Linked DNA regions of Mus musculus: regions 1, 3 and 4 are each linked to region 2. The links are chromatin contacts, called in public ChIA-PET, HiCAR-type and HiChIP or PLAC-seq maps. All regions are on one chromosome and are shown on one strand. The core of a region is the stretch at or near the end of the contact, and the rest is flanking DNA. Distances in the headings are between cores, read along the strand shown.

Region 1 (2,700 bases), core at 129-2,628, 700 kb before region 2:
AGAGGGCCCATCTCTTCACAGCCATGTTAACCTTGGCTTTCAGGACAAAGTTTAACTTTTATAAAAAACCTTAGAAAGCTGAGGATTGCCTCTTTACTCTTTGCTACGGTGAGATGCCTCAGCAAGAGTCCCAGTGTTAGTAACTGGCCCACTCCAGCCTCTAAGTAAACTTTGTTTTCCAACGTGATTCCTAGCACACTTTACATTTCATTTGGCTGTTTCTCATGACCCACAGTGAGCTCAACCTTTCGTGACTGCCTTTACATCCTGTGTAGCCAGTCCAGTTTCCATCCCCTTCCCTTTCCCACCTGAACTGTGGCCTTGTCCTCCTGCCCTTCCTCTAGAGGCTTGGTCCACTGCTGCTACTCCATAGCTATGGTCCTGCAGTCTCCAACCTCAGCTGCACTTCCACCTCCGTCACTGTCTACAAAGCCTTGTGTTCAGCTGGGCATGTAGCTTAGCAGTGGGGCACTTGTCTAGCAAGCAGCAGGCCCTTGGATCAAGCTCTAGCACATTGTGTGCATGAGTGTGTGTATGCGTGTGTGTGTGTGTGTGTGTGTCTATGAATGTGTGTGTCTGTGAGTGTGCATGTGTGTATATGCATATGTGAGAGCGTGTGTGTGTGTTTGTGTGTGTGTGTGTGTGTGTGTGTGTGTGTGTGTGTGTGTGTGTGTGTGTGTGTGGTCAGTCTTGTATGTATCACTCCTGAGTGCTAGCCTTTCTCACAGGAGGTATGTCAAATTACCCCCTTTTCTTAATCTACCATTTCATGCATGTTGTAAAATTATGCCGTCAGTAATACTGATCTTGAATCTTAGCATGAAAACAATGTTGCAATACATGCATTAGAGTCTTGCATTGTTGGTGAACATTTTTAATTCTAGCTCTCAGGAGGCAGAGGCAGGCAGATCTCTTAGTTCAAAGCCATCAAAAAAAAATGAGAAAAAAATAGGCATTTTTAGGGGAAATTTGGAATTTGATTCATAAAATGTTGAAATCAAAGAAGCATATAGATTCAGCCTATATAGATTATTTTATGAAAAATAAAATTAAAAGTCCTCCAAAATGTTCAGCATTCTACCCTTTCATCCTTTGGGGTTTTTAAAGACATGGTCCTGTGCAGGTCATGCTTGCCGGGAACTAACTCTGGCTTCTTGAGTCATGACTCTCCTGTCTCCACCTCCTGAGTGATGAGATCATAGCTCTGTTCCATCATGCCTGGCAAAGCCTATGGTGGAATATGTACAGAGATCATTAAAGAGACCTTAAAAGCCAGGTGTGGTTATACACATAATTCCAGAGTTTGGGAATCTGGGACAGATCACAGATTCAAAGGCCAGCCTGAGCTACATGAGAACCTGTCTCAAAAAGAAAAAAGAACCCCGCACAACTTCCTCCACATAGATATGGACTTCCTCTTCTCCACTATCTAGACAGTTTTCTTATAGTTGGACTGGGGAAAAAATGGCAATTGTAATAAAGGAGAATTGTGTCTTGTGGGCATTCTTGGTTGCAACCATTTGACTGGCTATGTTTAATAGAAAAGAAATATATTTTTAAAGAGTCAAGGTTAGGTAAGATTTAATCACCTTTAATTTCAGTACTTGGAAGGCAGAGGCAAGCGTATCTCTGTGAGTTCAAGGTTGGCCCAGTGTACACAGAAAGTTTCAGTCGAGCCAAAGCTACATAATAAGACCGTGTCTAAAACCACAAAAGATGCTGAGAAGAACTCTACAGTTTGATTTAAAAGAGCAAGTGACCCAAGAATTTTTTAGAATTGGGACAGGGCCAATGAAGTGGCAGAGAGGGCAGAAGTATGCAAATGACAGACAGACAGAAGAAAGATGCATGGTGTCTTTAGGATGCCAATTACTCGACACATACTAGACTGGGTTGAATTACAAATTCAGATGAGAATGCTGGGCAGCATGGCGCATCCTTTAATCCCAGCCCTGGGGAAGCAGAGGTATGCAGATCTATGAGTTCGAGGCCAGCCTGGTCTCCAGAGTGAGTTCCAGGACAGCCAGGACTATGTAGAGAAACCCTGTCTGGGAACAACAGAATTGGACTATAGGTGCTCGTTGGAATGGAAAAACCCAGCCTCTCCCGCTCTGTTGCTGAGAAACAATTAAACGGCCCATTGCCTTCTGTCCTCAGCTTTAGAGTTACAGCCCCAGATCTGTTAGCTTAAACTCGGAGCAAGCTTCTCAGATGCTAAAGATGAAGGTTATACATTTGACTTCTGTCACTGTTTCTATAGAACGTACTTCCTTTTTCATCTATAACTTTACTCAACAGTTTCATATCGTATTTCTCTGGCGCTGAGAACAGTTTAGTGCAGGAGGATACAGTTTGTTGCAAACCATCCTGATCTGAGGTTGGAGCATTCAGATTTTGCTGGCATGAGGTCAGTGTTCAGGAAAAGCCATCCCTAAGCATCAGTGAGTGACTAGATAGATTTTCTTAGTGACGCCAATAATGTTACCTTGTTTTGCTCAATAATTCAATCCTGTGAAGTATCTGAAAGAGCAAATAGCAAGAGTTCCTAGTTCTAATGTCTGGCATAATCAGTTCAGATATGTCTGGTATCTTGAGCCTAACAATACAGATATAAAACCATTGCACATTAGGGGATCTTGGGCTTTCTTCCTGGGAATTTATTAACATCAGTAATATCAGTCTCTTTGATTCTACTTAATT
Region 2 (2,785 bases), core at 147-2,646:
GGTGTCCTTTAATAGTCTTAGTGAAAAGGATTGTCACCCTCGTGTCTCAAACCATGCCACAGTGCAGGTTAATCTCACTTGAAATTTATTTTTATTTTTACTTAGTATTTATTTTTAGAAACAGTTTTGCTATGCAGCCCAGGCTTCCTTTGAATTCCATAGCTTTTTACTTTTGCCTTCTGAGTACTTGGATTCCAGACATGTGCTGACTACTGCAGCTCACTTTTTTTTTTTTTCAGTTTAGATTATGGCACAAAGTTGCAAACACCTGTCATAAAAGCCTATCTCTGAAAACATGAATCTTGGGCATACCTGACTAGCTCTATAAATCAGTTGAAATAAATAAAAAAGCTATCTAACACATTTTATTCTTTTTAAACTTGTTATGGGTGTTTGCCTGTATGTAGGCGTATCTGTGCACATTCCTGATGCCCTTGGAGGCCAGAAAAGGCTGTAGCCTCCCTTTGACCTGGGATTACAGACAGTTGTGAACTGCCATTTGGGTGCTGGGAATCTAACCCTAGTGTTCCTTACTGCTGACTCATCTCTTCAGCTCCTACAAGTTAATAAGTAACTTGATTAGTATGCGTGTGAGTTACTCAACTCTCAGATCAGATATGCAGAAAACTACCAGCTGTGGATTAGAGCAGAGGTAACCCACACGCTCAAAGTTTTTACACCTGCTTAGCATATCACATGGGAGGATCCCGTGAACTCTTACCAGGTGCTTCCCAACCTAACACAATTACAACCACAAATCAGGAGTACGCTTGTTAGCCGCCACCATCTCTGTCGCTTCCCCCAGTTGTTGCCTTTCGTTGTCCGGCACCTGTTTGTCACATTTATGCCTTCAATCTTTGGGGTGGAGGAATGGGGCAACAAGACTACTAGCCATTCTTTTGTCCCAACGGGGTAGGTAAAGGTTCTTCTTCTTCTTTTTTTTAAATTGCAAAATGCTATCTTCACAGCTCAATGTTTTAAATTCCCTCTAATTCGCGGTCCAGGCCGGGATTTGCTGCCTTTGTAGCCGGCGCTCCCTGCCCCACGCGCCAGGTCAGAGCAAAAGTTGTAACAGTACAGCTGCATAAAGGCACTAGAGGTTGGATGTCAACAGCCAGCAGCTCCCAGGGCACCTAGCCCTGCCCACCCGGGGAGGCTGCGGGGCGAGTTCCGCAGGAACCTCTGGAACCCCAGGCTAGAGCCCCACCCCCGGCACGCGGCCTCCCGGAAGCCCTCCGGAGACACCTCGGGCCCCGCCCCTGCACAGGTCACCTCCCTCCACGCCCCCTTTTCTGGCCCGGCAGCCGGCAGGCAGGGAAGTGTCGTAAAGCTTGGCCCAGGAAACTTTACCCGGGGTAACAGGCGAGGCGCTTTACGGCGGCGGCGGCGGCCGGGTGAGAGGCTCGGCAGCGGCGGCGACAGCGGTGGCGGTGGTGGCGGCGGAGCGGCCGCGGCGGTGAAGGCGACTGCGGCGCGGCGGTGGCTGAGGGAGAGGAGCGGCGGAAACGGCGGCGGGGAGCGGCGCGGGGTGAGCCGCGAGGAGGGGCGGGTGGGAGGCGGTGACACGGCCGGCGGCGGGGCTCGGGCGGCCAGGGACGGTGGCCGGCGCGGCGGCGTGGGGGCGGCGCGGCGTTGGGGACACTCGGTGAGGGACGGTTTCTGCCTTTGTTCCCCCCGCCTCGGCCGCCCCCGGCCCGCCAGTCCGCGCTGCCTGGCGCCGGTCGGCCGCCTCTCATGGCCTCCTCTCTCGGCTGTGTCGCTTCTAGGATGGCGGAGGTACCGCCTGGGCCTAGCAGCCTCCTCCCACCACCAGCGCCTGCGGCCCCAGCGGCGGCGGAGCTCCGCTGCCCGTTCCCGGCGGGGGCCGCGCTCGCTTGCTGCAGCGAGGACGAGGAGGACGACGAGGAGCACGAAGGCGGCTGCGGGAGCCCAGCGGGCGGCGAGGCGGCGACCTCGGCCAAGGCGCGTTCTTGCCTTCGCTGCCCGCAGCTGCCTCCGGAGCAGCAGCAGCAGCAGCTCAACGGCTTGATCGGCCCAGAACTGCGACACCTCCGGGCCGCGGCGACCCTCAAGAGTAAGGTTCTGAGTGCAGCGGAGGCGGCCGCCCCCGACGGGGCCTCCAAAGTGACTGCCACAAAAGGAGCCGAGGGACACCCGGGGGAGAGACCTCCCCACTCGGTCCCCAACAATGCAAGAACTGCACTCCCCGGCCGGTCAGAGGCAGCGGCGGCGGCGGCGGGGGCGGCGAGCGACCCCGCTGCGGCCCGAAATGGACTGGTGGAGGGCACCGAGCAGCAGGAGGAGGAGGAGATGGACGAGCAGGTGCGGCTGCTGTCTTCGTCTCTGACCACCGGCTGCAGTTTAAGGAGCTCCCAGGGCAGGGAGGCCGAGCCCGGGGAGGATCGGACGATACGATACGTCCGATATGAATCTGAGCTCCAAATGCCTGATATCATGAGACTGATCACCAAAGATCTGTCTGAACCCTACTCCATTTATACGTATAGATATTTTATCCACAACTGGCCACAGCTGTGTTTCTTGGTAAGTGGATGGAATGAAAACAGGGTGAGCCCAGCAGAGATCCAGGCCACTCGGGGCAGGGAGTGTGAGGGCCCGGAGTGTGGCCGTGGATGTATCCTTCATTTTCATAGTACCTTACAGATGGGAGGCGCGAAGGTGCGCACTTTTCCCAGGTATTCCGTGGAACTGTGTGGAAGGTAAGAGCTCGTGATCTGGGTTATCTTGTGACTTTTGGAACAGCAGCAATCCTGTGCAGAGCATG
Region 3 (2,811 bases), core at 73-2,572, 610 kb after region 2:
TATAACCCTGAACAATAGGAGCAGCATTCTGACCCTGCAAAGCCTCCCTCTGGACTCCGACTCTTAGTGAATGATGCTAAGGATTTGCTGACTTCAGCTGCCTGCTCAGAAGATGCTTAGCTGAAGGAGACACACAGGGGCTTAATAGACTTCACATCAATAAAAACACAAAAAGAAGGGGGAGGCATGCAATTTCTGACCACGTATTGGTCCTCAGTGAAGAGCTCTTTCAGAACTCTGTGGGTGGTTTTCTAATCTTCTCTGAAATCCTCTTAGGTTTCAAAGGAAAACTTGCAAAGAAAAAAACATTGCAGACACTTGAAGAAGCCTTCTTTGCTATATTCCACAAGAGAGCTGCACTTTAATTTGGTACCCAAGTTTTCGTTCTAAGGAGAGGAAAGAATGTCTCATCTTGGAGAGCCCTGAATTCTTTGGCTGCTCCCTAGTTTAGCCAGGGTTCTAGTTTCCACAAGATTAGAATCTATATTGGCCGGCCTCTGTCAGTGACCAGGACACACATGCTAGGTCTCAGTGCCTCAAAACTGTGCTCTGTGCCTTGCTTGAGTGCCAAGCGCTGCAGAGTTTTCTCCCAGCTTGACCCCTAGTTCGTTTTTTTTTTTTTCTAATTAGGTTAAGTTCCCAGGGAGTGTCCTTCATTTGTCCTGGGGTACCCAGGAGAGCAAGAAGGCTCCCTGACATTCCTGCATCAAACATTCAACTATTTTTGTTTTTGTTTTCTGTAAAGTAGCAGGACCCTTTGGGGAGGCCACAGCAGTGCGCATTCGCTCCTCCATTGCTAGCTCTTAGTGGTACAGGAACACTGGGACCCAAGCTTTGAAAATGAACCACGGTCTTGAGGAACTTATCTTCCACAAGGTTGAACTGTAAGGGGAGGGGAGCAAAAGGAGCAAGTCCACACAAAAGCAGTCAGCCAGGAAGCTCTTCCTGTACAAAGGTTGCTCCCAGGTGCTGAGCAGCAAGGCTGGGTTGGACCAAGTAGTGCTGAAAGCCTTTCCCCGGCCTGCAAGATTCCTCCAGGGCTCACGGAGCTGTCCCTGCTCAGTCAGAGCCTGGGTACTGTGTTCCGGGAGGGTGCAGGGAGCTCCACCCTAGGGCTGCCCCACTCACAGAGCAAGCCCGCGCAGCCTTGGAATCCCGCCCCACCCCTGCCTCTCGCCAGGTCTGCAGAAGCCGGGCTTGTCCTCACCTGGAGCATTCAGCACAGCTGAGCGCGAAGGAAAGTGGCAGCGCCAGTGCCAGCCATCCCTGCCACGACTCACGTAGAGGCCGCCTACACTCCCTTGGCTGTCTGGGATGCTAGAGGGAGGGCGCTTGGCTTTGTTGTTTATTCATAAGACTGCAGCTAAGGCTAGGGATTGGCCAGCAGATAGGTACGCCCGCCTCTCTTGCAATGACGAGCTCAGTCACCACGCCCCTACAGTTTTGTGGACTCCGCTAACGCACAGGGCTGGATTAGAGTAGGACACCCGAGCCCGGGGCCCTTCAAGAGACCCTGCCCCCAACTGTCCCTCTTCACATCCTTGGCTTCTGCTGCAGCTCTCGCTACACTTTCAGAGAGGACACCAGATCACTGGTCCAACCAGAGCAGGAATTTCTCTGGTGTCTTGTAAACAAGCGGCACTCAGTCCTCAGATGCAGAGTGGTCCCTGTGGGAAGAGTGGGCATCTTGGTGGAGCTACTAATCAGAGGAACTCTGCAAGAACTGTTCCTGTCATTCAATCACATGTGCTAACTATCAAGTAGAAAATAAGAGTTAATAGGAGTCCGGGATTCTTTGCTCCTTCTGACACAAAGCAAGGTGCCATATAAATTACTGCATAAGAGCTGCACAAAAGCTCTGAAAATTAGAATGATCCCTTGAATGTTGAAGGTTCAGGACTACAGTTGGTGCAATGACCTAAGGCAGGGTTGCCCTTGCCTGTTATCTTTGAGCCTGTCAGGGACTCAGTTTCCCTTTCATTCTCCTAATTGTGAAGGGAAAGAAGTGAGGTTTAGAACAGGTCACACAGCACTCCCCCCTCGGTTCTGGTTCATAGGATAGCCTTTCTTCATGATGACCTTTTAAGGAGAGAGAGAGACAGAGAGACAGAGACAGAGACACAGAGAGAGAGAGCATGCACAAACGCACGCTTATCTTTGACGTATGCACCATCATCTTACTCTTCCAACTCCCCTTTACAACAGTTTGGTATATTTGAATGGAAGCCAGCAAGTGATTTTTGAATGGAATATGATTAAATTTAATTGATGGATGAAATCTATACTCTATACATGTGTTCAGCTCAATACATAATCCATTGTATGGTGACCAGGTCTCCTGCCAGATTAACCACACCCAACTAAGTGATATTTCAGAAGTTTCTTTTAAAGTCAATGGTTTGAAAATCAGGTCATGTCTTTTCATTATAAAATGTTCTATAATACGTATGGTAAGGTCCGAGCCAGCACACACACAAAAAAATGGATCAACTAAGCCCAAATTCTGGTAATTAAGAGAACTAAGGAAAACAACCCTAATGCTAAATATTGAGTCCAGAGTTCCAAGCTATGTATAAGAGATGGCAAGAGGATGCTATTCTCATTCCTCTCACATCCACAACCTGACCCATCCACAAACTTTATCTAATCAAAACTTCTTTGACATCCTCTTATCTCTGTTTATGTCTCTTGCCATGACACTCCAAAGTCAGAAATGCAGAGTGCCACTTAGACCCGCTTAATGCTGTCATTCTCTGAGGTAGCTCTTTCCCATGGGAACGGCTTTCTCTGCAGTGGCAGAAAATGATGTCA
Region 4 (2,700 bases), core at 100-2,599, 800 kb before region 2:
AACAGGTGCTGGTGAAGTAGAAGATGCTGAGATTTGAGGATGAGAAACTAAGTGTCCCCTACTGCTGGAAAAAAATGCACATCTACACCTTCAGATAATGAGGAGCCTGGAAACGGAAGTGGTTTTTTGTTTGTTTGTTTATTTTGGTTTTTTTTTGTTTTTTGTTTTTTGTTTTTTGAGACAGGGTTTCTCTATGTAGCCCTGGCTGTCCAGGAATTCACTCTGTAGACCAGGCTGGCCTTGAACTCAAACTCTGCCTGCCTCTGCCTCCCGGGTGCTGGGATTAAAGGTGTGAGCCACCACGCCTGGCAAGGAAGTGGTTCTTGATGTGCCTCTCTCTCTCTCTCTCTCTCTCTCTCTCTCTCTCTCTCTCTCTCTCTCTCTCTCTCTCTCTCTCTCTCTCTCTCTCTCTCTGTGTGTGTATTTGTGCCTGTATGTATGTGGGTAGTATGTATGTGTGTGTGTGTGTGTGTGTGTGTGTGTGTGTATGTTTACATGATTATGTGTCAAAGTATGTGCCTGTGCTGGTAGAGGTCAGAGACTGACTCTAGGTGTCAATATTGGGTAATAAATCCTAAGAATAATCAGCATCTCTGTTGTCCACCTTTACTCTGGGAAACAAAGTGTCCGTTTCACTTCACTGTGTCGGCATAGCTAGCTCAATTGCCCTGTATTGGTCTCTCGGTGAACTTTGGGGCACAGCATTTCGGCTATACTGTCTGGCAAGTGAGCTATGGGGCATCCAGCTGTCTCCATCTCCAAGCACGGAGATGCTATACAAGTGGGCATCACCATACCAGGGTTTTTACATGGGTGATGATAGGAACCCAATCTAGGGGCATTGCCTTTCCAGCGCTCAGCCCGGCCCTTGATTGCTACTTGAAGACTCTGTGAATTATTGATGAGCACCAGCCTCTCTCCCCACTGTGAACATGTAAGCAGGAGTCAGTCGTGAAAAGATCCCAAATATCACTCCAGCGACAGTCACCAGGATCTGGGTAACAGTGCAAGCTCTGACTACACAGTGAGGCGACACGAACAGATGGCTTCCCAGAGGAAAGGCTGTCGACAGGAGTGTTGATTATTCTTCAGGTTTGCTGCCCAATATGCAGAACCTGACCTGCTCTCTGCCTCCAGACCAGTTTAAAATTGCTGTGAACGTTGTGTAATCTAACCAACAGGATTGATCCAGGTCAGGTATTAAGGGCTAAAATGGATTAAACAAAAGACACCCCCTTGTAACAAGAAAGAAACACTTCAAAGGTGGGATTTGTTCTTGTTATGACAAAGGAAGTGGATTTACAGACTGCCTTGAGGCACACCCCTCTGTGACGTTCAGTTTCCTTGCCTCGGCATAGAGAGATCTTTTTTTTCTCTGTCTTTCGGGTTCTTCCCTTCCCCCAACACAGGCTCTGGTCCCAGAGCCTCCGTCAGGTTGGAGCTGCAGGTTGAAGAGGATCTGACTGACAACATCTTTTCTTGTTTTTTTAAACTTCAGGCACCAGGCAGCACACTCATAAAATGAGCTAAGGACACTTCTGGGCTACTAGCTAGACGGAAGTATAGCAACAGACAGCAGTAGGTGAAACATGTCACACTATGCAGACTCAGGGCATCAAACTCTGACATCAGGGTAGAATGAACACAGTACCCTGCTGCCTATGTACTGCATGGAAATCCTAAAGAGAGAAATACAAACAGGAGCCAGGAGAGTCTAACAGATTTAAAAAGAAAAAAGATCCATTAACACCCTCCATTGCATAGACTTACATGGTCAGGACTGGGCACTGGGATTTATTTTCACTCCCCTGATGCAATGTCATGACTTTTTATTGTTCTGATGTAACCCAGAAACATGGGTCAGCATTAGGTGAGTGCAAAGCCCAGACAGCAGGGCTAAGACAATAAAGAGCAGTGAAAGAGAGAGAGATCGGGGGTTTTACTTGGGGAGAGCATGTTAGTGTGCATGCCTGCTCAGTTTAGGATAATAATTTAACAAGGAAAGGGCTGGGGCTACAACGCAGCGGAGAGTGCTTGGTTTGCATACTTGAAGCCCTGGGTTCCATCCTAATATTGGGAGGAGACAGGGGAAGAAGTTTCACTGTCCTGCCTGCCTAGAGCCTTGGTGGTAGCACAGTCAATCCACTATGGTAAGATCCCTTTGGCCACATCACACTCAGCCACCCCACCTGCCCTGCACCTTGCCCAAGCAGATACATAATACATACACACACACACACACACACACACACACACACACACACACACACACACACACACACACACACACGCCTCACTGCCTGCTATAGCACTTTGCCTGAGCAAATTGTTGGCCGTGCCGTGCCCAGCCCAGCCCAGGCCACATCATGCCTGTGCCATGCCAGGCCATTTGATGCTTCTTGTCCTTGGATGGTAGCAGCTACACATATGATGGCCAGTGGTAAGACCTGTCTACTCTGATCATCTATGCCACCACCCCATGAGAGAAACAGCTGACTTCTCAATGTCTTTAAGCAGCTTGAAAAGCAAACTCCTAAAAGACCACAGGCACCAACACTGACTAGTCTACTTGGTAAAACTATCTTCCCTAATTGAATGAGTAAGAAAATGTTTCTATGATAAAAAAAAAAAAACAGCCTAAAGTAATTCATGAAGTAAACCAGCCCCACCAGAGAACACTGGAAGGAATCTTCTGTACTG

Evidence for each region. ChIA-PET counts read pairs in DNA pulled down with a chosen protein or histone mark. HiCAR-type assays count read pairs that join an accessible place to other places. HiChIP or PLAC-seq counts read pairs in DNA pulled down with a chosen protein or histone mark.
Region 1: an H3K4me3 HiChIP or PLAC-seq map of bone marrow-derived macrophages shows a contact between it and region 2, with 2.7 times the contacts expected there. The contact joins the enhancer-like site here to the promoter of Naa30 in region 2. A contact is called at or near these places in 13 of 39 promoter capture datasets (the 3T3-L1 cell line, the C10 cell line, the HPC-7 cell line and 7 more), 3 of 115 datasets of contacts at active chromatin or transcription factors (bone marrow-derived macrophages, large pre-B cells and pro-B cells) and 2 of 9 other capture datasets (adipose tissue and liver).
Region 3: a HiCAR-type map of astrocytes shows a contact between it and region 2, with 4 times the contacts expected there. The contact joins the promoter of Armh4 here to the promoter of Naa30 in region 2. A contact is called at or near these places in 8 of 39 promoter capture datasets (the C10 cell line, cranial neural crest, embryonic stem cells and 5 more), 2 of 484 Hi-C or Micro-C datasets (both in embryonic stem cells) and 4 of 115 datasets of contacts at active chromatin or transcription factors (astrocytes, embryonic forebrain, large pre-B cells and 1 more).
Region 4: a contact with region 2 is called in an RNA polymerase II ChIA-PET map of memory CD8 T cells, with 10 read pairs. The contact joins the enhancer-like site here to the promoter of Naa30 in region 2. A contact is called at or near these places in 2 of 39 promoter capture datasets (the 3T3-L1 cell line and neural stem cells), 3 of 115 datasets of contacts at active chromatin or transcription factors (astrocytes, memory CD8 T cells and pro-B cells) and 2 of 9 other capture datasets (adipose tissue and liver).

What each region holds. Positions count from the first base shown.
Region 1 is chr14:48,466,438-48,469,137 of GRCm38.p6, forward strand. The region is part of intron 3 of Tmem260 (transmembrane protein 260); the gene reads left to right. Among named protein-coding and RNA genes, the nearest start is that of Tmem260, 21 kb to the left of the region's middle. Within about 2 kb of position 1,379, at least 3 of the 459 cell types and tissues checked have an H3K27ac peak or open chromatin away from gene starts, as enhancers often do. A contact at or near this core is called in bone marrow-derived macrophages, where this site is marked.
Region 2 is chr14:49,170,850-49,173,634 of GRCm38.p6, forward strand. It overlaps Naa30 (N(alpha)-acetyltransferase 30, NatC catalytic subunit), which reads left to right and starts at 1,397. Exons shown (of 5, transcript NM_027492.2): 1 at 1,397-1,528; 2 at 1,767-2,544. The coding sequence starts at 1,768.
Region 3 is chr14:49,782,061-49,784,871 of GRCm38.p6, forward strand. Armh4 (armadillo-like helical domain containing 4) reads right to left here and starts at 1,323. Exons shown (of 8, transcript NM_026142.5): 1 at 1,208-1,323. The coding sequence starts at 1,216.
Region 4 is chr14:48,374,957-48,377,656 of GRCm38.p6, forward strand. No RefSeq gene overlaps it. Among named protein-coding and RNA genes, the nearest start is that of Tmem260, 70 kb to the right of the region's middle. Within about 2 kb of position 1,350, at least 18 of the 459 cell types and tissues checked have an H3K27ac peak or open chromatin away from gene starts, as enhancers often do. A contact at or near this core is called in memory CD8 T cells, where this site is marked.